2 separate regions of the Arabidopsis thaliana genome follow, and region 2 is linked to region 1. Evidence: chromatin contacts called from public capture Hi-C data. All regions are on one chromosome and are shown on one strand. The core of a region is the stretch at or near the end of the contact, and the rest is flanking DNA. Distances in the headings are between cores, read along the strand shown. Region 1 holds the start of MYB305 (myb domain protein 305). Region 2 holds the start of AT3G24420 (alpha/beta-Hydrolases superfamily protein).

Region 1 (7,194 bases), core at 2,051-4,550:
AATAAACATTTCAATACGGAGTCTCTAGTGTTTCTAAAAAAACAAATTCACACATTATATATACCAAAACAAATCACACATAAACTACAAATAATTTGAGAGGGATATGATGTGAAAAAAAACAAAAAAAAAAATAATAATTCTCCTGAAAAGACATACTTTAAAATAAAATAAATAATTCTTAACGTAAAAGCATATCTAGCAAAATCACATGCTTAGCTGCTAAACATGTCTTTGCAGTACAAAGGTCAGAAATAATATGAAAACCCGTACGAAACACGGAGTTCAAATGACCTCCAACGACAAAACTTTATTAGATGATTCAATTAAATAATTAATCATGTGGAATTAAAAAAGTGATTAGTGTCTAATCATTCAATTAAAAATTATTTTTTATGTATAATCAGTGAATGATATTGCTGACGTCTTATAGGCACGCCTTTGTGTCTGTAGTCTCTGAGCCGTTGAGGTACACAAATTTGAGAATTGCTTTGTGAACAAAATCTGATTAAAATACTTAGAAAATAAAAATCTGTTGAACCATTTGAATTTTCACCATAGTTCTATTTGTGTTTTTCGACTCTTCCGATCAGTCATGTGATTTATATTTTATAGGCATCAAATGTCTTTGGAAAGACACGGGAACTATATTCTAGAGATTAGGTCTTAACGTATTTCGTTTCACTTCTTAGAAATTGTCCTAATCTTCGAAGTGCCCCAATAGTTCCACCGTAACAGCTTGAGAGATTCAAAACCCATACGATCAGTTTACGCATTATTTAAGTAATTATGATTTGATGATGTACCTTATTTTGGCATTTAAAAGATTCATTCATAGGTAATCTATATTAAAAAGAAAATCTATTACCTTTGACTAGCAAGTGGATCGGTCAGTCGATCGGTCAAGCTTGGCATGAAATACCCTAAATCCGACCCTAGTTCTAGAAAATTAGTCTAATGTTTGTAGTGCTAATTAACTAACTACTATGTTTTGTCGCATCAAAAATTTGGAGTTGACGTTAGTTTTGTCATGGACTTAACAAAAGAAATTTCAACCGTCCAATTGATATTTTGATAAATAAGTTGCAATATGTATACACGTAAACTTAACATTCAGTATCCTATTTATTGGATGTTACTGAAAATGTTATATGTATTTTAGAAACAAAAACCAACCGATAGTTTTGGTTTTAGGTTCATCTGAAATACGTACCCAACATGAAACCAGAGACATAATACATAGTTTGTGATTTTCATAAAACGCTATTAATGACATATAATAACTCATCTTTCACGTAGATATTTCTTGTTATATTAGTATTTTGCAGTATTTTTTTGTTTGATTTCTACTATGGAAAAAGATGGAAACGCTAGACATTCATTTTTTTGGATTGATCACAATATCTAGAAAGAAATGAGAAGAGACATTACAAATATCTAAGAGGAGAGAATTATAAGACCACCTGTCCCATGGTGACGTACAAACACCATCAACTTTTTCATATTATTTGGTTTGTTTCTATAGTTTATTGTAATAACTCCTTATGTGGAATCCAACGAATCTTATACGACAACAACAAAGATTAGTGTAAGATCGCATGTATAAATATCCTTGACACTTGGAGAAACCTTAGTGGTTCAATAATGTGTATAACCTTAAAATAATCCAGCACCATGATATTCTTTTACTTTTAATTATGCTTTCTAAGAAAATGTTCATTAAGGAAGTTAAATAATTATAATAATCATAATATATGTCCCTGCATTAAACCTCTAGATCATATACGTGGCAACAAAACACAAGTTGTAAATAACTTTAGCTTAACCCTATCAAAAAGATAAAAATTTAGATTAAAAGGATTATTCTATTGGATTTGATGCCTTGTTAAACCATGTTACCTAATGCCTTAACATTATTTCTTTAATCTTGCATAAAATAATGGATCAAAATGAATAGCCCTGTAATATCCTCGTTTCGTGTATATGAGAATGATGAAGCTTGGGTGGCTTAATAATTATAACATTTAAATTTGATTTAGTTTCTTAAACTTTTCAATAGAATTCTAACTGAAATCAAATAAATTATGCTTTGGATCTGTTTAGTTTTTGATTTAGGCTGAATTCGTTTATATATATATATATATATATATATATATACAAATATAATTTCTGTTTGATTTAATTTATTTTTCTTTTTTTTGGTTTAACATATTAAAAACAAAAACCCTAAAACTAATGAGTTTAAAACTTGTGTAGTAAGTGAACGGTTATCTTGGTCTGTCGAGGTTATGTAGGAAAGATACTCTTTGGGAAGACCTTTTCAGAAATTTTGATGTGGGATCGATAGCTCGTAAAATTCTTCTGATTCATTCCACCATATGCGTAAGAAGTATTTGCTTATAGCCTATAGGGAGACGATCAGATAGTGCTTCAAGGGAAAATTTTCATTGGACCCTTCACTGTTTCATTTGAAGATGAAAATTTTGTTATAGGTTATGAAGAATATTTTTCTATAAGGATATATATTGATAGGTTTTTGAAACTGATTGTGATGAAGTAGCCACAACTCACCATTGTTACGTCTCCTTGGAATTAATCCAAAAAATTTCAACCTACCATGACACTAGTTTACAATGTGTTAACTTTTCTAATTTCTCGGGTTTTATTAATTTCTATACTTGTAATTCCCATACAGAGACTATTAAGCTTAGATTCTTAGAATTGTTTTTAAAAAAATTAAACTTGTAAACTTTTGTCTTTCAGATTTGGTTAGCAACTAAGGACTCAAAATGTAGTTGGAGAAAAGAAGAAAAGTTTTGGTTTAATGTATCAATGCATGTTTTCATCCATGATTAAAACTCAAAAGAAATATACCAACAAGAGGGGTAATTTAGTAATTTGTGTATGATGATGCCTTTGGAGATCAAGAGTTGAATGGACAGAGGAAATGATACATACGAAAGACTTATGAAAACGACCAGTGAAAAGGGGTAACGAGAGCACCCAAGTTCTCGTAATTCTTTTGTGTTTACATTAAATTCTAATTATTGCTAATTAAGAGCTTGTAGAACTATTTTTGTAGTTTAAGGGGAAAAAGGTATGTATATTGCACGGAATTTTCTTTTAGTTAGTGGTTAGATGATATTTATGATTCTAAAAGGTACACAACTCTAAAAATGTAAAAAGATTGTCTTGTCACTAGTCTATATCTCTATAGAAAACAAACAAACAAAAAAAGTGGTGGAGCCAAGGAGCTAGAGTGAGTGTATATATAAATAATGAAAGGGGAAGAGGAAAAACAGAACAAAACACAACACAAAGACAAAACAGAGGAACACTTAGGTTTCACAAGACAGAGAGACAAAAAGAGATTGGTGGGACTGTTAGAGAAGGAGAAGACACTACTTCTCTTATTTAGCTTTCACTAAAGAAAAAAAAACTAAGAAGAAATAATGAGTTTGTGGGGAGGGATGGGAGGAGGATGGGGAATGGTAGAAGAAGGTTGGAGAAAAGGGCCTTGGACTGCTGAAGAAGACCGCCTTTTGATCGATTATGTGCAGCTTCACGGTGAAGGGCGATGGAACTCTGTTGCGAGGCTCGCGGGGTTGAAGAGAAATGGGAAAAGCTGCAGGTTAAGATGGGTTAACTACCTAAGACCAGACCTCAAGAGAGGACAAATCACTCCTCATGAAGAAACCATTATCCTTGAGTTACATGCTAAGTGGGGCAATAGGTAATTAACCTAAGCTTTGATTGTTTATTCACATCCTCTAGTATGCTAAATAGAATTTTCTTCTCTTAACTTTTTTTCATTACATTCGAAACTAAAATATGAAACAATTGTAGCTTTACCCTAATAAGTAACTCATCTCTTTTTCCTTATTCTAAGGTTTTTTGTCTGATGATTTGTATTTGTAGGTGGTCCACGATTGCACGTAGTTTACCGGGAAGAACAGACAACGAAATCAAGAACTATTGGCGAACCCATTTCAAGAAGAAGACGAAGTCTCCAACTAACAGTGCGGAGAAGACAAAGAACCGAATCTTGAAGAGGCAACAATTTCAGCAGCAAAGACAAATGGAGTTGCAGCAAGAACAACAGTTGCTTCAATTCAATCAAATCGACATGAAAAAGATCATGTCGTTACTAGATGACGACAACAACAATGGTGATAACACCTTCAGCAGTAGCAGTAGTGGCGAAAGTGGAGCATTATATGTACCTCATCAGATCACACATTCAACAACAACTTCTGGTTGTGAACCAAATAGTAACGGGTATTACCCGGTGGTTCCGGTAACAATACCTGAGGCTAATGTGAATGAAGATAACGCTATTTGGGACGGTTTATGGAATCTGGATTTTGAAGGACAAGGAAGTTTTGGTGGCGCTGCTTGTGCCCCAAGGAAGCACTATTTCCAGAACATGGTCATTCCCTTCTGTTAACTTGACCTTTAAAATATCTTATCTGCCGGATAATGAAAGAGAAAAACTTGACCGACAACTTAGGTCGAGTTTGAGTTTAGTTTGTGGTTTCATTTATTTGAGATTTTTGGTTTTAACATATATAATTTTGGTATGAATTGTGTGTGATGTAAGAAGCTCATTTGGTTTTATCATAAAAGAGTGATGTAGTAGAATTTAAGAAAGTATGTGGAAGAATGCTTATGTCAATGGTAGTACAACACAACTCACTCCAATAGATCAAATATTTTTTTTGTCACTTGCATATTGTAGTGAAAATATCTTCTTGATGAGATTAAGATATTACAGTAGATTATTCCAACTTGGATTATCCTAATGAGTTTCTTGTAGATTAATAGAAAGTGTTCTGTTCAATTTGGTTGCTTTTAATAGTTCCAGTATGTACTTAGCTCTTTTATTAAAGCCTCTCGTAAACTTAATTAAAATTTTTTTTAACACTTAACTGCATGTTGGATAGTCTTCCGGATCATCATCATACACTAGTTCATTATTAGAAAGTAAAATTAAACATAAATTTTAAAAGAAAATAAAAATAAAAACCAGTGATCCGCTTTTTTAAAACAAAAAAAATTTCTAGTTAATTTCCCTTGTTTGTTCATATTTATTTAGCTTTCTTTCCAAAATTATTTAGATCTTAAATGTGTATTAATATTTTTGGAAGCTCATATCATTAAGTGTTTGACCAAAAAGTTTATTTTATTTTATGTTTGGAATTCAATTATCGGAAAAATGCGAAATTTGTATGTTAATAAAGTAAGTTTTACCGGATAGGAAAATATTAATATCTTGTAATAGTGATGAAGTAGACGACAAAAAAAATTAAAACTAAAACAAAGGAATCGATATCTTTTTTTTTTTTTTTTTCCGTAACAAGGAATCGATATCTATCATTTGGATTTGGCTAAACGTGTCCCATCCAATTTCCGAAGCTTTTGTATAATAAAGATAGTGGCATAGTGCTACGGAAAAGAAAAACAAGAACACGGTTTGAGCCATATTAATTATTCTTACTTTAACAAATAAATATGTTAAACATGAATCCGCTTTTAAGGAACAAATAGTTATGAATCCGACTTCCACTAGGTGAAATTCCCTTTGAACTCATTAAAGCTAATGAAATCTCTTACTTTCTAATTTAGTCTTGGATTCAGCATTACCTCTTTACTTGCTTGATCATTCCTCTTGTAGTTTACAAGGGCGCCGTCTAGAATTCTGGACCTAGTTATGATGATAGTATGGTACATCGTTTCGAAACAAGAATCGAAGCATAAATTCCCTAAACAAATTATATCTCAAAGATAAAGTTATTCAAAGTAATCTTATATGTAACTTGAACGATTTTTTCTCAACTAGTTAGCTAGCTGCGTTTAGGTATACGTGGATATTTCCTTTTAGACTTTACCAACCAAAATACTTAGGCTGATGAATAATAATAACCTTAGATAAGGTGATGTCAGTAAATCTAAGTGGCCACTTGTAAACGTTTACGGGTCGAGCCTAAATGGGCTTTATTTGCCTAACCATTCGTTGCCTTAAAATCTTTGCAAAGACTTCCTAAACAAAAAATGAGTGGCCCATATTTGGTAGGCGATTAATTTATAGAACTTAATTTTGCCTAGATGAAGAATTCAATAACATTCTATGTTCCTAAACCCAATACAAATCCTTTTATTCATTCGTTAGATTCAGTTTGGATAACTGTAGTATCATGTTATCACGATATTAAATGCGATCAGGTCCAATAGCTTTTCCTTGCACATCATATTTTCTGCATATTAGTCAAACTGTATTTGCATCACGCATTTTTTTCTTGTTAAATGTATCTTTCATATGTCAGCTAAACAAAGACAACAAATGCGAAACTTTCAATTATACTGTACAATAATTTGGATTACATTTAAAGTGGTAGTTGCAAGAATATTAATAGAAATACTTTCGGCATTTAAAATAATCTTGCTGTGAATGTCTACTCGTTGAACTTTGAACCAAAAAAAAAAAAAAAATCTAAGAAGTATAATAATTAGAGACTAATAGAGTCAATAACTCATTCTTTAAAATATATAGAACTAGCTGGAAACAATAGATTTGAATGGTACTACTTAGAATCCAGCAGGGTTCTTTAAAGTCATCATGAAGCAATGCAAAGTCTACCACTCTTGGCGTAATTGTTTTTTGGCACAAAAGTTAATGCAAAAGTCTTGATTATCGCAATTTTTCTTATGATGCCTTTGGTTTCTAACATCAGAGGATAAAAAAAGAATTTCACGAACAAAAATTGTGAATTTTGATATGCATAGAGGCGAGCTATAGACTCCCTAACGTGCTATTGCGTCGAGCCGTGGTGCTTACCTAGTTACACAGTATAACAAGCCTGCTTTAGTTTTATTTCATAAACCAATATAATGTAAATCACTTACTATGGCTTTTCGTATTTAGTAAACAATTTTACATTTATAATTTTCAGTTGACCTAAATTAAAAAATATGTACTACAATTAATCAATAGTTACTACGTATTACTAAAGAATCAATATTTGTTATGTGGTAATCAATGATGTCACGTCAATTCTTGACATTATTTTGTACGATTTAGAAAGCTACCGTCTACTAAAATATGTGCATAATTTAACGTTCATTATTTTAGAAAACAGTTTGCTTTGTCTATTTTTCTGAGTGTCAACTCTCATTTACAACTCATCAGTAAATATA
Region 2 (7,194 bases), core at 1,531-4,030, 53 kb before region 1:
ACAACTCACGTTTATATTATTGTATCTTTCATAAATAGTTTCCTTTCATGATTTACATATTCCTTTCATAGTCGAAATACTCTCTTTGCAGGTTAATTATGTGTACAAAGTTGTATAAAACTAAAAACAATCAATATGTTTTTTCCTCTTTTTTCTAAGATACAAGAAACTTGTTAATCAATCATTATATATAGTGTTTTTTTTTTCTAATCTTGTTAGTATCAATGATATACGAATCATATTTAAACTGCTAGTTGTAATTAGTAGTTTGTATTTATGTCACCATGTTCAATCTTATAATGTGTTTAGTAGTAGTTTCCTTTTGAGCTAAAAAGGTTTGCAAAGATTGTTTGTTATTTGGTCCTTACAATTTTAGCTTGATCTCTTCGGAGTACTCAGATTGGCAATAACATTAGTTTCTTTTTAAAACATACTCATTTAAACCTTTTTTTTGGATAGGTTGTGCCAAATGAATCCGAAAAACAAAAGAGTTTATAAAACAAGTAACAACAAATCTAGAGATTGGTAATAAGAATTATAGGATGATTATAGCACAAAACACGTGGTGGTACGCATGTGTGTATAGATAGATACGATCGATAATAATGCTAACGACATTTATTTCGGAGAAAGAGAGTAGGAACCGGCTTTTAAAGGCAAAAGGCAATTTGTATTCTCTAGTCTCTCCACTCTCCAACTCTCATTTTCCTCATTTATTATCTTATTTTCTTTTACTCTCTTTTTCTTTTATTCTAATGATTGTAACAAACTCATATCGCAATCTTTTTTTAGACCTTATGATTTGTGAAACAAGCTCATAATATCTAAGGACAACTTCAACTTGTATATCAACAAGGTAACGGTATGGTGTGGATCTGTGACACCTTGTATGAAATAAAATTGTAACTAGGATTTTCGAAGTTTAATTCTCTACAAGCTAACAATCTCAAAATGCACAATATCGCGTCTTAATGGTTTGAAAATGGACAAATTTGGGTAATATTAAAAAATGATGTGTGAGTGAAGTTAAGGCCAAAGGGAAGGAAAAGTTGGTCGTAGACTTTTTTCCAGTCTCTTCTCTTTTGTCAATATACATTGATCACTACACGACAAAACTAAGCTTTTTCTCCAGTATTTCAGCCTTTATACAGAACCGAATTTATTTAGTCAAATAAGTATGCTTTTTTTCTTTAGGTCAAAAAGTCAAAAAAGTTATGCTATACATATGATGGAATTACTCTTCTTGTGGAGAATCGCTTTGCCCCTCGTCTTTAGTTATCTACGGAAAAAAGTACAGCTTCTATAGTATCGATCACTCTATACTAACACAATTAGGCATAGAGGCTAGCTTTTGTATCCATACATGCAAAAACAACACCTAAAATATTATTCTTCTTCTTTTTGTGAAAACAGTAATTATATTCGAATGCTTTACACATTTACTCTAAATCATTAACTGTGAAGATAAAGGAAAATTTCAAACCTTTTCTGAGTTTAATGTAAAATAATAATTGGTCCAAATTTGGAAGAAGAAAATGACAAGGTATGGACAAAACAAAACTTTTGGGGTCTGGTCCTTCAGATTCCTCATGGGCGGTTGTGTGCTTCTTGTCTTTTTTTTTCTCGCCCAGATATCTCTGGTTTTACCTTTGAACCAATTTAAACCTCACATAAATTTGAGTACTTTTGAGTTTTAAGCGAAGTTATTGGGGACCTTACACGTTCTGGTTTCGATATTTTAGAGGCTTTTTTATTGGCTATCCCTAGATTAGGTTTTCGACGATTGTTCATTGTTTTTATTTGTTGGGTATCTTTTCTTATGAAAAGTTACACAGACGCATTACTTTGTTATATAAGTTATATATATATGGTTTATACATATAAAACACAATATTTTCACACTTAATTCAGTCCTTTCAATGAGTCTTTTAAGATTTTCCAAGTCATCTCACGTGTACTGTTTTTTTATTCCGTTTTTAGGCTTTTCCTCTTCATCACAGAAATTTAAAGAGCATGGATTCCAGTTTATAAACCAAGTATTTGCAGCTAGCTAGAAAATTTTGTTTCAAGAGAAGTCAAAGAAGTACACCTTTTTTTTTTATCTCCGTTTTTATACACTTTTAAATACCAGTTTCCCCGGTTGGTGGCGAGATATTGACTCCACGCACAGCTACTGCTTTTGAAATATCAAATATAGCTAATGAGTCATTGGTGTATACTAATATATGTGTTTTATTATACTATATAAATTGAAAACATTTAATTACAATAAATATCGTTTTCTTTCATATCCATTCTTCTGAAGATTTGTTATTAAAGAAAGAAACTTGATTACAATTAGTTGCTTGTATTTTATATTTTTCCGATGTGTCTATATATGCGAAAGTCTAAGGGAGAGAAACGAAAATGATGTATATATAATAGAATTATATTAATTTGCGTTGTTATTATTGTAAGACAAAAGGTCATTTTATACGTTTCGTAGATGACTCCTATGATTAGCAAGGATTGATGTTAATCAATTTATTAGAATTTGCCGTGTGCTTTATTCTTCATTGACTATAACTTAATTAAGATTTATGGTTATGTTAATGTATTGAGAATTTGAGATCATGTTGACGTCTAAATGTCAGATTAGTTAATGCATTTATTTTTTCGAAAATAATAATAAATTAGCTTTAAAAGAAAAAAATATTGTTTTTACAACAAATGCATTGTTTGATAGAAAAAAAGACACTTTGATACACACCAAAAAAAAAGAAAGACACTTTGATACTCTAAACTTTACACATACAAACAAAACTAGTATATATACTTCATATCGAGTCCAAATAATTATTACCTTTTTAATACTACCAAAAAGTAGAGTTTCGTTTTCACATGGAGTAGTATATTCTTATTTATGATGGATATTGTTTTATCCTCTAAGATGCTATGTAGATGGACAATGAATACAAATACAGCCATTGTTGAAAAGGCCATAAATGTTTGGATGTACCAAAATGCGAGCCTAATAAAATCGGTGGTTGAATGTCAATTAAAGAACCATAAACCTAATCCATCTCTCTTCTCCTTTATATATACGCACACAACTTATCAAAGTTGTCCCATCTAACAAAACTCTTGTACTTAAGCATGGTGGTTAATCAGAAGATATCCGGCCTTGCATCCGCTATGAACGCCAAAATCATCGGTTCAGGAGAGAGATCGATGGTCTTGGCACACGGTTTCGGAGGCGACCAGTCGGTTTGGGATAAAATAATACCGGTCTTGTCCCAATCCTTCAAAGTTTTGGTCTTTGACTGGCTTTTCTCTGGAGCCATTAAAGATCAAACTCTCTATGACCCTTCAAAGTATAACTCCTTAGACGTCTTCTCTGACGATCTCATTGCTCTTATGGAGGAGTTGAAGTTTGGCCCTGTCGTGTTCGTAGGCCATTCCATGTCGGGGGTGATCGGTTGTGCTGCTTCTATTAAAAGGCCCGACTTGTTTACAAATCTTCTCCTTATTGCTGCTTCTCCAAGGTACGCTTCACTCTTAGTATAACACTTACCCTTAATCATAATTGGAAGTAAAAATCAAAGCATATGTATAATCTATTTCTGTTCTGTATAACATCATTTAGGCCTATATATTGAATCTATTTATAAAATATGATAATATATCTGTAAATAAGATGAAGACCGATGATTTAGAATTTATAATTTACGTTCGAAAGAGAAATCTAAGCACATGCAATCAAAATTATAAGGTTATACAGTCTGACCGATCGTACAAGATTCCTTCGTGAATATGTGTTTGAGGAAAAAGACAAAATAAAAATAATGATTTACAATAATATACTATATTAGCCAATATTTAATAGTTTTTATGTGGTTGATATCTATATGTAATGAAGTGTAACTGTTGCCAAGTGTTGAACATGTGGACATGATCAGCTTCTAGCTTGTTGGATGGATATGACATATGATCACATCTTCTCTTACTTCTCTGCAGTCTACGCATATATACGTAGATGAATATATGTAAACATGCTACATATGCTATCAATATGTCAATAAGACATTCATTTCATACAGATACATCGAAAATTAGAAAAAATGTGTTATGATTTTATTATCATATGATGAATCAATATATTTATTGTCATTTTTAAAGTTAGAAGTACTAAAACTTAACCCATCTTTATATATCACGTGGACCACTAACATACTATATTCTCCTATATATAGAAATTATCGAATGGGAGTTAACTGTTTGAAGTATCATACTTTGACTGATTACTTTAGATATTTATTATAGTTATAGGTGAGAAAGTCGGCCATAATTTAATGCAACAATTGATAATGTTTGACTATATATATCAATGCAACGTACTTATAATATAAAAGAAAATGATTTTTTTTTTTTGCGCAAAGAGAAAATGATATTTAGATGATCAAATTAGTAACGTTACTAGATTGAAATGCAAATAGGTATATAAACAGTGAGGATTACAAAGGAGGGTTTGAGTCAAAAGACATTGACACGATCATTACCAGCATTGGCTCCAACTACGAAGCTTGGGCGGTTGATTTCTCCTCATTCGTGGTCGACTCGAGAGACTCTCTCTCGGTCCAAAGGTTCGAGAAGTCCCTTAAGAAGATGAAGCCCGAGACAGCTCTTGCCTTAGCTAAGATAGTGTTTGGTAGCGACGAGAGAGAGATTTTGGGACAAGTGTCAGTGCCTTGCCATGTCATACAACCAGGAAACGACGTCGTAGTGCCTGTCTCCGTCGCATACTTCATGCAGGAGAAGATTAAGGGGAAATCGACAGTGGAGATCATCGAGGACGCGATCGGGCATTTTCCACAGATGACATCACATTTGGAGCTGCTTGGCGTCATGAGGCGCCTCCTTGAGTTTTAAGGCTTATATAAGAGCTTTGCGTCGTTTGATCGAGTTTCTTCTTGTCTATAATATCGTATTACTAATATAACGAAGTGGGTCTATTAGAATTTTTCATATATGTTTGTGTAATGTGAATGTGTTATTATATTCTTAGCACAATGATTTTCATTTTTAGTGTTTTTTTTTTAAACATAGGATTGAAAGTAATATGTTATAAGTTTCTTTATATCACACTGTCAAATTTTTTATTTCTTACGATAATTTTGTTGTTGTTGAATAAAACATTCCAAGAAAAAGACAAATACATAATGAAAAAGGTTATAGTGTTGTAGACAATTGATAGTGGACTTTGTTTTGGCCATTTTGGCATGCTTGTCCAATGTCCACTACCAAATTATTTTGACCTTCTTGTAAACATACACACTTGAAAATCAACAAAAGCTTGATCCATTCTTGAATGACGTCGTGTATTAAGTTCTTCGTTTGAACGTTCGTTGTTTGTCCGATGTTTTATAAGCCCTATATATTATTACATAGTCAGAGTTTCGACCTAAGATTTCCTAAGTTAACAAAAATAAAAATAATACTATTACCAACATTAAGTAAAATTGGTTGTTCGGACCATATATCACTGGTATTTTTATTAAATCAATTTGACAAAAACAAAATATTTGACCAAACCAAACTTGACAAAGTATCATTGCAATCAGTCGTTGACTTCTGTTTTTATTTCTACTTAGATTAAGCGTCTTGTGGGATGTTTTAAACAAGATATATAGAATGATACGACATTGACCCTGATACAATAATAATTATTTACATAAACATATATTATCTGAAGAGCAAAAACATTATCTGGATATCTGAAAGAACCATATTGATATAATTGGCCTGTTATTACGAACCTTTTTTTTTTTGTTAAAGCTGTTATTAAGAACCTTGATTGAATATGATTAACAAAATACTTATTTATTGTCCGTACGTTTCAGTTTGAATGGATTATTTTGGTGTAACTTGATGTTAGATAGTTAATAATAAACATCGGAGAAATGTCAATGTAGTAAGTGCTCTCATTTCTTTCTTTCGCTTTTGATGCAAGAAGAACACAAACTATATAACTCATACAAAAATAAGATTACGTATATTCTCCTCTATATCGGTGTACCAAAGGTTTTTTAAAAAGATTGAAGTAATCAAAACTCAAGTCTAGTCTCGGTGGCAAGAGAGATCAGACCTCTTTTCCCGCTTTTAACATTCTTTTTTCTTCTTTATCCCGTCGCTTATTTTTTTTTACTAGCGGGAAGATATGTCATCGGCGCCGCCTCCCGGTGGTACTCCGTCACCTCCTCCACAGCCTCTCCCAATTCCTCCTCCGCCTCAGCCTCTGCCCGTTACTCCTCCACCTCCACCTACTGCCCTTCCTCCCGCCCTTCCCCCTCCACCTCCGCCTACTGCCCTTCCACCCGCCCTTCCTCCTCCACCTCCACCTACCACCGTTCCTCCTATACCTCCCTCTACGCCTTCTCCCCCACCTCCCTTGACCCCTTCTCCTCTGCCTCCATCTCCCACAACTCCTTCACCTCCCTTGACGCCTTCTCCCACAACTCCTTCACCTCCCTTGACTCCTTCTCCTCCACCTGCCATCACTCCTTCACCTCCTTTGACACCATCTCCTCTGCCTCCGTCTCCCACCACCCCTTCACCTCCGCCTCCATCTCCAAGCATTCCTTCACCTCCCTTGACGCCTTCCCCTCCACCGTCTTCTCCCTTGAGGCCTTCTTCTCCTCCACCGCCCTCTCCCGCCACTCCTTCAACTCCGCCAAGATCTCCGCCACCTCCCTCAACACCCACTCCTCCTCCTCGGGTAGGCAGTCTGAGCCCTCCACCTCCAGCGAGTCCCTCTGGCGGGAGATCTCCTAGTACTCCATCTACCACTCCAGGCTCTTCTCCACCGGCACAATCTTCCAAAGAATTATCAAAGGGAGCTATGGTCGGGATCGCCATAGGAGGAGGATTTGTGCTTCTTGTGGCATTGGCTTTGATATTTTTCCTTTGTAAGAAGAAACGACGAAGAGACAATGAAGCACCCCCTGCTCCCATAGGTAAAACAAAGATTTAAAATAAATTGAATCTTGAAGTATGACTTATCTACATTTTCTTGAACTATATTTTCCCTTCTACTCGGCTAGATATAATCATTTAGAACGTAATATAGTTGTGCTAACTAGATTATCTACATTTTCTTTTACATATACGTCATTTTCATATATTTGGGGAAATTAATCATGAATATGCATTTTATGA

Evidence for each region. Capture Hi-C pulls out chosen DNA fragments and counts their contacts.
Region 2: a contact with region 1 is called in a capture Hi-C map of shoot, with 2.7 times the contacts expected there. A contact is called at or near these places in 3 of 26 Hi-C or Micro-C datasets (root, rosette leaf and vegetative nucleus) and 1 of 3 other capture datasets (shoot).

Annotation. Positions count from the first base shown.
Region 1 is chr3:8,808,589-8,815,782 of TAIR10.1, reverse strand. It overlaps MYB305 (myb domain protein 305), which reads left to right and starts at 3,300. Exons shown (of 2, transcript NM_113337.4): 1 at 3,300-3,733; 2 at 3,919-4,772. The coding sequence starts at 3,453. The coding sequence ends at 4,447.
Region 2 is chr3:8,860,825-8,868,018 of TAIR10.1, reverse strand. It overlaps AT3G24420 (alpha/beta-Hydrolases superfamily protein), which reads left to right and starts at 2,780. Exons shown (of 2, transcript NM_113349.4): 1 at 2,780-3,524; 2 at 4,476-5,206. The coding sequence starts at 3,136. The coding sequence ends at 4,908. It also overlaps the pseudogene PERK2.